2 separate regions of the Sus scrofa genome follow, and region 1 is linked to region 2. A link is a contact called in public HiChIP or PLAC-seq data. All regions are on one chromosome and are shown on one strand. Each heading gives the region's core, a stretch centred on a gene start, on an enhancer-like site or on the middle of the called end of the contact. The rest is flanking DNA. Distances are from core to core; before and after follow the strand shown. Region 1 holds the start of LOC102162205. Region 2 holds the start of DAPP1 (dual adapter for phosphotyrosine and 3-phosphotyrosine and 3-phosphoinositide).

Region 1 (5,119 bases), core at 291-2,790, 87 kb after region 2:
AAAAACCCAGAAACATGGATTTAGCCCCCCCCAACCCCAGATTCAATATCAAGACTTAAAAGGCAGGGAGCTCCCCGGTGGCCTAGAGGCTAAGGACTTGGCATTGTAACTGCTTGTGGTTCAATCTCTGGCCCAGGAACTTCTGCAGGCCATAGGTGTGGCCAAAAATAAATAAATAAATAAACAAATAATAAATTAAAAAATTGAAAGTATATTTTTTAAAAAAAGAATTAAAAGGCAAACATAAAATTCCTTTGTCAAGTCTCAGAAATAAGTCATTCATGTTAGTGCATAAACAGGCAGCTGAGGAGACCACTGATTTAAACTCTGTTTCAACACCACCCAGAAAAAAACTTGCAGTAACTGGTGAAACCCTAAGGAGGCATCTTCCCTGACCTGCTTTCCCAGACCAAGGAGGCAACCTTAGCAACTGCCCTCTCAGGCTCCGGCCTCCTACAGGCTAGGCTAACAGACAGCTCTCCCCAGTGAGGTGGACAAACATTTAGAGGTAGGCTCTTCAAAGTGGGCACAATTCTACAGAGGAAAATTTATTTGTCCTGTGCATGCTTCACTTTGCAGCCGGTGTGGCAGGGACACTTTTTCTTTATCCAGCAAGCTCTGAAACACCAAAAACTCTGCTATTCCCTCGAGAGAGAATGAGATGGAAACTATGGTCAGGGGCTAAGAAGAAGAAGGGGCAGGGTCTGGGGAAAGGGAGAGGAAAATGTCCAGGAGACCACTGAGAGAGGCGAGCGCTTGGGGAAGGGGGTACCGGAGAGGAGCAAGCCCTTGACACACATCTGCCTTGAGGGGAAAAATTAAGGATTTTTTGCACAACCGCTGCCCTCTGGGTGCGGGCTTGAGTGTCTTGGACGCTTGAGCTTTATTTCTGGTCGTGAACTGTTCCTTCCTGTCCTTCCAAGTTTTAAGGGCATAGCTAAGAGGTTGCCTCTACGATGTGCATGGCACGCTTCTACGACAACGTGCTCTTCTCTGCACAAGAAGATAGGGCGACTTATTCATCCTCACGGTACATGCTGTTTTCTGGTCACAGGGATAGTTTTACACTAATCCTGCCACTCCGTTTCCTTGGACGCCATGGTGACCAGCTGCTCCCGTGTGCAGGCAGCTGGTGGAGACTGCAGAACAGCCAACGGGCCAGCACTGGGAACGAGCCTGTGACCTCCGTCTCATGGACGGAAAGCTCAGGCATCAACCGAGCGTGGGCTTGAGTCACTCAGAGCCAGGGAGTCAGGGCTCCAGCATTTAGGAGTCGTGAAAATAATCCAGGTTACCCATCTTCTCTCAATCTCAATTCTTTATCCATAAAAGGGGAATGATAATTACTCCCTCATGGTGTTTTTAAGAGGATTTAAATAGCTAAAGTATGCAAACCATTTACCTCAGTAACTAAATAAACAGATACCGCTGGGCACCACCAGCAAAAAACAAACAAACAAACACAAACAAACCAAAATGGTGCCTTTCCTTCAGATGTGATTCTTTTTTTTTTTTTTTTTTTTTGTCTTTTCTAGGGCCACGCCTGTGGCATAAGGAGGTTCCCAGGCTAGGGGTCTAATAGGAGCTGTAGCCACCGGCCTATGCCAGAGCCACAGCAATGCGGGATCCAAGCTGCATCTGCAGCCCACACCACAGCTCACGGCAACGCCGGATCCTTAACCCACTGAGCAAGGTCAGGGATTGAACCGCAAACTCATGCTTCCTAGTCGGATTCGTTAACCACTGAGCCACGACGGGAACTCCACCTCCTACACTGAGTCAGAGTTTAAACCTATCTCCCCATTTCTGGCCTCATAGTCTACATCTGACAAACTGTTCTTGCTTTTGAATGAGACATCTGTCCATCATACCATGCCACTGTCAGAGACCTGAAAGATGCCACACCCTTTACCAGATGGTGGATAGGCTGGCTTTCATTCTGAATTTCTTTAATCATGTTGAATGTTATCTGCTATGATACATCTCCTAAGACTTTTGGGGAATGCTAAGAAACTTTCTCTGCAGAGATAAAAATAATGACACTGAGTCATTTCCTTTGTTGCTCTTTGAATTCCCATATAAAGTTATCTACCAGGGTACCTTGCCTGGTGTAACAAGGGTGCTTGCTTAACATGGGTCAACGCTGGTGACATTAGTCACTATTAATTGCTCAAGAGCTGAGATCAGGTAGGCAATCACTGAGTTCATCGATTAAAAAAAAAGTGACTGCAGTCATGTTAGGGAATAAAAGGCTCTCTGGCTAATGAATGATGAAAAAAATGATTTTAATAGTAACATATACTGACCCAGAACTCTGAAACTGCCCGAGGGCAGAAGTTTAGTGTTCCTCATTATTTTACTTTACCCTGCAATTAATTGGTCATTATTTTTTCTTTTATGAGTTTCTTTTTTAAAAAAAAAGAGTTTAAAAGAATCTGACCTACTCCAAACTCTGTGCTTTTTTTGATTGAAGAATTTGTGGCTTGAAGCAAACCCTGCCTTTTGGAAATGGACTTTATCTGAAAAAGATTTTTCTACAATTTTTTTCTATACTGCCATTCACTTAGATAGAAAAGAGAAAAGGAGCCCCTCAGATATTTTGGAGGTAAGTACCTCTTTTAGGATAACCCTCTCTCTTTGTCGGGGAGTTTTGGCGGAGGTTGTGCTCTCTGGCGGAAGGTTCTGGAAGTAAATTTCCAGAACTCAGGGCATTAAACAATTATGCCTTAACCTACATCCCAGGCATTTGACCTTCCAATTTTGTGTTTTGCCAACTACAGGGAGAAACTGCTGAAGTCTGTTGTCAGGACAAACAGGGCCATATGGAAAGTGCTGGAAAAATTCTTTCTTAGACTAAAATTGCCTTGCGGTCAAAAACGCTGCCTTTCCTTCAGCTGTGGAGTGTGGATGGCTCACAGTGCTTGAGGCAGTGTTCAGGATTTCTTGTCCAAGGCTTCCAAGCGAAATTGAAATGGAGCATTGAAAATACTCTGCTTGCCTGCAGGAGCCCATTATATTTTATTTCATTTTATTTATAGGCTCATATTCCTTAATCCCTGAATACATAATGTGTACACAGTCTGAGGATACAAACAAAACAAAACCAAGAGATGCTTCTATGGTTTATTTTGTGGTCATGCCGATAAAATCACCCAGGATGTGTTGCTCCCCTATAATTGAGCATCCAGGTGCTATAGCGAGTATTTGAGTGGGGAGGTCAGCAAGGCTCTGTAGCATCATGGTTACGGGTCAAGCTCTGGAGCCAGACTACCTGGCTTTGGATTCTGCTCCATAATCTCTTAACATCTCTGTGCTTCAGTTTTCCCATCTATAACCACTATAATAATTATACCTAACTCCCTAAGTTGTCATGAGAATTAAAAAAACGAATATAGACATTTAGTGCTTGAGATAGTGCCTCACACATAGTAAAGACTATGTAACTCTTAGTTGTAATTACGATGATTTCAAATTTTTATTATCATTAAGAGTCTGGGGCGGTTCCTGTTGTGGTGAAGTGGAAACTAATCCAACTAATGTCCATGAGGACATGTGTTTGATCCCTGGCCTTGCTCGGTGGGTTAAGAATCCAGGGTTGCTGTGAGCTATGGTGTAGGTCGCAGATGCAGCTCCGATTTGACCCCTAGCCTGGGAACTTACATGTGCCTTGGGTGTAGCCCTAAAAAGCAAAAATAGTAATAACAATAATCTAGGATTTTGTGCCATTTAATCAAAAAAAAAAGTTGATGGCAAATTTGGCCAATTCCCTCTCTCCTTTTTGTTCCCTTCTTCTCTGCCCCTCTCTGTTTCTTTCTGTTTCCTTTTCTCTTTCACTCTCCTCATCTACGTGCTCTGGCTTTATATCCACATTGTGATACTTGATCTTTCCAGCCTTCCCTTTGACGTGTATGTAATGGCAGTGCCGGGGGCAGAAGGGAGCTGTCCCGGGAGAGTGGCAGGGCAGTGCCGTCCACATCCCAAGGATGAGAAGGTGGATGCTTCAGTTGCCGGGGGCTCCCACTCCATACCTCCCCCCACACCCATCCAGAGGAAGGAACATTTTTCTGTGTGGGGGTGGCACTCATGTTGGAAGGGGATGGTTGATGGTGTTATTTTTGTTCCCCACAAATGTGAATGTTTAAAATAGTGCTTTATTCAATCGGCATAAGTGACACATAGACTATGTATAGTGGTGGAACTGGGCCTGGCAGGTGATGAGGGCCACATCTCACCACACCTAGGGTCCTGGTTCCCCACTGAGAGCACCCAAGGGATCTGCTCCGAGGATGGCCAGCAGAGAACTCCCATCTTGGGTGGCCTGGCAGATTCACTTGCACCACCCCTGAATTGTCTGAAGTGGAAGGATTTCAGAGCCAGTGAACTGGGATTTTGGCTTCGTTTCTATGGGGCATGCCAGTGGGTCACATTTCCTCCCTGAACCTCCCTCCAAGCTGCACTGTACTCATGAAGGGTAAGTGCCTTCGTTGTTCTTTCCTGCCTTTTGACTTGGTGCCCTGCAGGTCTGGAATTCCGCCAGTGTAACTGAATCGTGAAGCTGCAGCTCAGGCTATATTTAATTGGAGGTTTATTGTCTTGCCCCCATTTTAGAAGTTTAGGGAACTTTTTTAAGATTGTAGGGATTTGAGATAGTGTCAGTTTTGACTCACGTGCTCCCTTTTAGTGACTATAATTAAAAGTTTATTTTAAAGTGTTAAGTTTGAAGTCTTTGGAAATTGCTCTTTTATACTTCGAGTCAACACAGGAAGGATTCTAGAAGGGAGTCTTCCTATTTTTAAACAAACAGATTATGTTTCATAAAGCGGAACTTTGGGGAAGGCGAAATAGAGGGGTTTATTCCTATGAAAAGCTTTATTATCAGAACTCAATTGATTTGAGATGAAAGAGAAAGAAAATGCATAGGGTTTTTTTTGCTTTTTTTTTTTTTTGGTCTTTTTTTAGGGCCTCACCCATGGCATATGGAGGTTCCCAGGCTAGGAGTCAAATCAGAGCTGCAGCCACTGGCCTATGACATAGCCATGCCAGATCTGAGCTGCATCTTTGACTTATACCACAGCTCACAGCAAGGCCAGATCCTTAACCCACTGAGTGAGGCCAGGGA
Region 2 (5,611 bases), core at 2,578-5,077:
AGCACAGGGAAACGTATTCAGTACTATATAATAACTTACATGGGAAAAGAACCTGAAAAGGAATGATACATGTGTATGCATAAATGATTCACTTTGCTGTACACTTGAAACTAACACAATTATATCCCAATAAAATTTAAAAAAATAAAAAATAGGAGTTCCCATCGTGGCTCAGCTGAAATGAATCTGCCTAGTATCCATGGGGATGCAGGTTCAATTCTTGGCCTCAATCAGTGGATTAAGGATCCAGCATTGCCATGAACTGTGGTGTTGCTGTGGCTGTGGTGTAGGCCAGCAGCTACAGCTCTAGTTTGGCCCCTAGCCTGGGAACCTCCATATGATAAGGGTGTGGCCCTAAAAGAAATAAATAAAATATTTATAAAAATACGTAACACTAAATTTACCACCTTAACCATTTAAAAATATACATTTCCATAGTGCAATCATATTCACATTTAAAAACATGAAGGGTACTAAACCTTTTTATCTATCAATTGTGTTACATCATTTTGTTTTTACGGAGCTTTTAAAAAACTGAATTAATCAGAAGTTTTGAGGTAGATTATACCTAACCAGTAGCTTAAAGGTTCAAAGGAAAAGTTTCATCTTCTTCAGAATGTTGCTAGAGGCAACTGGTCATTTTCAAGTCTTCTCAGACAGTATGACCTATAAGAAGAAGAGCAGGATTGTCCTGGAGGGACAAGTACTGGCTCAAGTCCATTATAAATTCTCAGGAATTTTGCAAGCTTATTGTTTAGACCAGCAGCTTGAAATTGCCTGGTAGGCGTATTTACACCAGGGAAATAGGCAGACTCTTGAAATCAGGGCCACCTCTCACCAAGATGGTTTATTAGCTCACCACTGAGTGTATTTAAAAAACAAAACAACAAAACTACCGGCTCCTGAGGGTTCTTATCTGGGGGATAAAAATGTCCTAAAGGTGATTTATGGTGACGGTTGTACTGTTCTTTAAAGTCATTACAAATTACTGAATTGTACTCTGCAAACAAGTGGGCTCTATGATCTATAAAATATACCTCAATAAAATTGTTGAAGTAAATGCTCCCAAACAAATGTCAACATTTATTAATGGCTTTAAGAATGAGCTACATACTCAACAAATGAAAAATAAGGCCACAATTACTCAGGGCTTCTCATGGATTTATATTCTACACAGTGAGTCTTGCTCTTGATCTGGAATCACTTGTGAAGTTTAAGAAGAAAATTCTCACCCCCAAGATACTGATGTCATTTTCCTGGTGTGTGGCCTGGGCAGGAATTTTAACTCCTTGGGTAATTTTAGTGCATGGCCAAGGGCAAGAACCACAAGTGTACAGCAATTTCCCTAGACAACTGTAGGGAAACTGCTGTTGTTACAGAACTGTCCTCAAATGTTTAAGACATTTCTAGGCCTTCTGAAATCGAGATGTCTGGGCATAAAAGCACCTTCTGGGGGCTGTTTCTGGGTTGTACTGAATGTTTATCTTTGCACATGGAGGGAAGACACTTTTTTTTTTTTTTTTTTCCTTAGGGCCACTCCTTCAGCATTTGGTAGTTCCCAGGCCAAGGGTCAAATCAGAGGTGCAGCTCCAAACCACACCACAGATTGTGGCAACACCAGTTCCTTTAAACACTGAGCAAGGCCAGGGATTGAAGCCCACTCTCCATGGAGACTAGCTGGGTTCTGAATCCACGAGACCACAACAGGAACACCACAGTTCTGCTTCCTTGTGGATTTTACCTGGGGCCATTCCTGCTAAGGGTACTTTAGTGGGGAGAAGCAACAGCATTTAGCTCATTTTTGTCATCCAAGTGAGTGCCAAGGGTCCTCAAACACAAAGCCTAGGCTAAGGATTATTGAGTTAAAGGACCAGAGCCGAGTATTTCCTTTGTCTCTCTTCTCTTTTGGGGCCTCTAACCAAACACAGAGAATGATATTCAGTAACTTAATATGGCTCTATGTGAGAGCCCCAAGGGCCCAGCTTTAGTGCCTGGACTTTGTGACACTTGTTTCAGATGCTCAGCGACATTTCACTTCTGCTGTTTGGGAATCAGTCTAGAAGGCAAGAGATGTGCTAGAGTACCGATTCCCAATAAGGAGAGCTTACTGAAAAATCTAGCTGTTGTATCTATTACCCTGTGAAGGCAGAATTCAATTCTGAGACCTCAAGTTTAAAATCTAAAGATGGGACTTAGAACTCTTACAATAATACAACCCAGAAAGACGTAACCTCTGGTAATTTTTTTTTTTTTTAAATGGCTGCACCTGTGGCATACTGACGTTCCTAGGCTAGGGATCGAATCCCAGCAACCTATGCCTCAGCTGTGGCAATGCCACATCCTTTAACACACTGTGCCAGCGGCTGGGGATCAAACTTAAACCTTCACAGCAACCCCAGCCACTGCAGTCTGATTCTTAACGCACTGCGCCACAGCGGTAACTCCTCTGCAAAGAGATCCCATCACTATTGCAGTTTTTCTCTGGTTAAGGACATAGACCTGGGCAGGTTGCAATCCCAACTTGACAGTGTAATTGACATACGGCTGTACGCCAGATAGTCAATCCCTCTGGTGCTCGTTTTCTTCCTTTGAGAGATGGAAATGCGAGTAGCGCCTATGTCTTTGGGTGGCTGTGAAGATGAGCACTGTTTAATAAGACAGCAGGTGCAGGTCTTGCCTCTCCGGAATCACAGGTGTCAAAACCAGCCTCTCCAGGCTGCTCCCAGTGTTTCAGGGCAAAAAGGTCAGTTTCTCTAGGAAATCCCCTACTCCACTCTTGTGTAATTCTTGCTTCTTGTGTGACCTACTTGGATAAGTTGTCTCATCTGGTCCCTTCTTAAAGACAAGGCTAGGATGACTCCACCTACCAGGACATAAAATCTGCTTGGGGCATAATGTTTATTGCCTTCCTGACTTGTTAATATTTAAAAGGCTCAAAATTGCCCTTACAGACTTGCACACACACTAGAGCTCACAAACGCAGCATCAGGACAAAGAAATACACATGGGCCGCTTCCACAGACACTTCCTCATTCTTTCTCTTTTGAAAAAGTCCCTGTCCCTTGCAGCAGGCTCTAGGCTTTCTATCTTACCCGCAAGTATGACAGTCTTTATGCTCTGTAGTTTGGAGCCCAGAACCACAGCACATTTATTCCCACACCAGATTAACAGCTGGGAAAGCCAGGTACACCACCTACAGCCGGATTCTGTCCCCATGGCAACGCATGTCCCCCCTTTGATTTTGGTCCCATTCTATCCACCTCCTTGTTTTCACATCTGGAAAGATAACAGATGCTTCCGGAATGGCACTGGCCCCCAACAGACCTGGATGAGTCAGGTGCAAAGGACAGAAGATTGGGGTGTCAGGGAGCAAAGGGGTGCTGACCGTCATCATCACCCAAGCGAGCACTCGGGTGGGAGCGGGGGGGGGGGCGTTGAGGTTCCCCCAAGAAGCACTTTTGAGAAGGGGTCCTGCCCTCTTACCCCAAGTCCTGGAGCGGCTCAGCTTCTCCATCCAACCTGCTCCACAGATCCAAAGGGTCCTGGGTGCTCATCTCCCCTTCTGGAGATTCGGCCCTGCCCATTCGCACCCCTCGCGTCCGCTAAGCCCCTCCAGGTGCTGGGTTAAGAGGGAGAGGGCTCGGCGGCTCCAGGCACGCTCCCCTCTGCCGGGAGGGAGAAGCCGCGGCTCTGAGCCTCCAGCCAGCAAGGAAGTGAAACTTGGTTACTCCTCCCACTGTCGCTCAGCACCCTGGCCCCGAGGCACAGCCAGGAGAGTCGTATCAGTCAGGAAGCAGGCAGACCTGGGTACGTCCCTCTGAGGACACCCACACAGCCTCACGCACCAGGCAGTTTCTGGCAGAGGAAGTCAAGGTGAAACTGCTCCACCTGGGAGTGACCGTGAAGCCAGACTCGCCTCGTGGGGGAAAAAAAAAAAGAAACCACAGGTTCACCTCAGGGTTCTCTGCCTCTGGTTTGCGGAGGATGAAATCCATCACCCCCACCTTGCGTCTCACACGCCACCACGGGGAACACGGGATCAGGAACCTTGCTGTTAGGGAAGCAAACCACTGGAACGGCTAAGCTTCCATTCTGAAGTCTGGTTTTTAGCTCTTTCTAGTGCCTGGACTTTGTGACACTTGTTTCAGATGCTCAGCGACATTTCACTTCTGCTGTTTGGGAATCAGTCTAGAAGGCAAGAGATGTGCTAGAGTACCGATTCCCAATAAGGAGAGCTTACTGAAAAATCTAGCTGTTGTATCTATTACCCTGTGAAGGCAGAATTCAATTCTGAGACCTGCTTCCATCATCCAAGCTTTCCACTATATCAGGTTGAGCATGATTCAGAGACAGTCAGCAATTCCTCCTGGAGGAAGGATTAATTAAGAAGAAGGTAGGGAAAGCCCAGCTAACAAGGCAGGTTAGTCTCCGAATTCTGCTTCCTGTCCTGGGCTTTCTCACAACTGGCGTTGTTTTGTGTCCAGATGCCTGTGTAGACAATGCCAGCTGTAGAGAGTTTCCAAAGGGAAATTGCCATCACTCTGAATCCCGGGGAATCAGACAAAGCACAGCAATAAACGAACAAAGGTCATATGATGCTTCCTGCCTTCTCTGTGTACCTGCAGGAGAGAACCTTCCTCTCTCTCTCTGCCCCTCACTCACTCAGGGTTTACCACTGGGCCCTGTCTTGCTTCTCGCAGTGCTGTCTGAGGACCGGCAGCATCCAAATTGTGGTTCATCCCAGTGCTTCTGAACCAGCACCTGCCTTTGAGTAAGAGCCTCAGGTTGACTCCCGTGGGGGTGACATTTGAGGAGGTTGCCTTCTAGGACACTAAGACAGCAGAGCAGAGCTGTTCCAAGAGGAGAGGTCGGTCTGCCCCTGGAGTTCTTCTAGCTGTTCTTACAGTCTTTCCCTATGACCTCCATTGTCAGTGATTTGGGAGACCCTGGCTTACTCTGATTGCCAGGGAGAAATTCCTGAGGGTCTGGAGATAGCCTCGGGGAGACGAAGCTCTGATAACACACATGGAACTGACTGTACATCAATATTTAAAATTCTTTTGGCTACTGTTGGTTTGGAGAGAAGCACAGTGTCCACTTGCAACAGAGGCCAATCCTGGCCAGGGAGGGGCTGAACGTGGACACAGCAGAGAGCGGGTCAGCCTGGGAATGTCCATATGTCACAGGTGCAGCCCTAAAAAACAAAAACTTCCCAATTTTATACCCAAAAATGATTCTTCCTGCAATTGTATTTTATCATTTACTCCCACTTTCATTGAATAAATATAAATCTTCAGAGCGCTCGCATTCCGCTAAAGACAACTTATCATCGCCTTCTACCCAACCTAACAGAACCTGGAAGTGTCAGGCGGCAGTGTGCCAGGAAGAGAGAGCAGGGGAGTTTTGCGGATCACTAGCGGATCTGCCACACTTCCCAGGAAGGTAAGGATCTGCCTTGAGAGTCTTCACACCAATCCTTTGGGCACAGAGTCAGAGACCTGACTTGAGAAGAGTCATCTGAAAAGAAACAGGGCATGGCTAGCTCTCTTCCTTACTGTGAGACATCCATGAGATTGTTTAGGGGGAAAAAATATTAAGGACACAAGGTAAC

The links. HiChIP or PLAC-seq counts read pairs in DNA pulled down with a chosen protein or histone mark.
Region 1: a contact with region 2 is called in an H3K27ac HiChIP or PLAC-seq map of skeletal muscle, with 2.9 times the contacts expected there. The contact joins the promoter of LOC102162205 here to the promoter of DAPP1 in region 2. A contact is called at or near these places in 2 of 47 Hi-C or Micro-C datasets (both in skeletal muscle) and 1 of 2 datasets of contacts at active chromatin or transcription factors (skeletal muscle).

What each region holds. Positions count from the first base shown.
Region 1 is chr8:120,786,640-120,791,758 of Sscrofa11.1, forward strand. It overlaps LOC102162205, which reads left to right and starts at 1,541. Exons shown (of 3, transcript XM_021101729.1): 1 at 1,541-2,605.
Region 2 is chr8:120,697,626-120,703,236 of Sscrofa11.1, forward strand. It overlaps DAPP1 (dual adapter for phosphotyrosine and 3-phosphotyrosine and 3-phosphoinositide), which reads right to left and starts at 3,828. Exons shown (of 9, transcript XM_013979010.2): 1 at 3,484-3,828. The coding sequence starts at 3,584.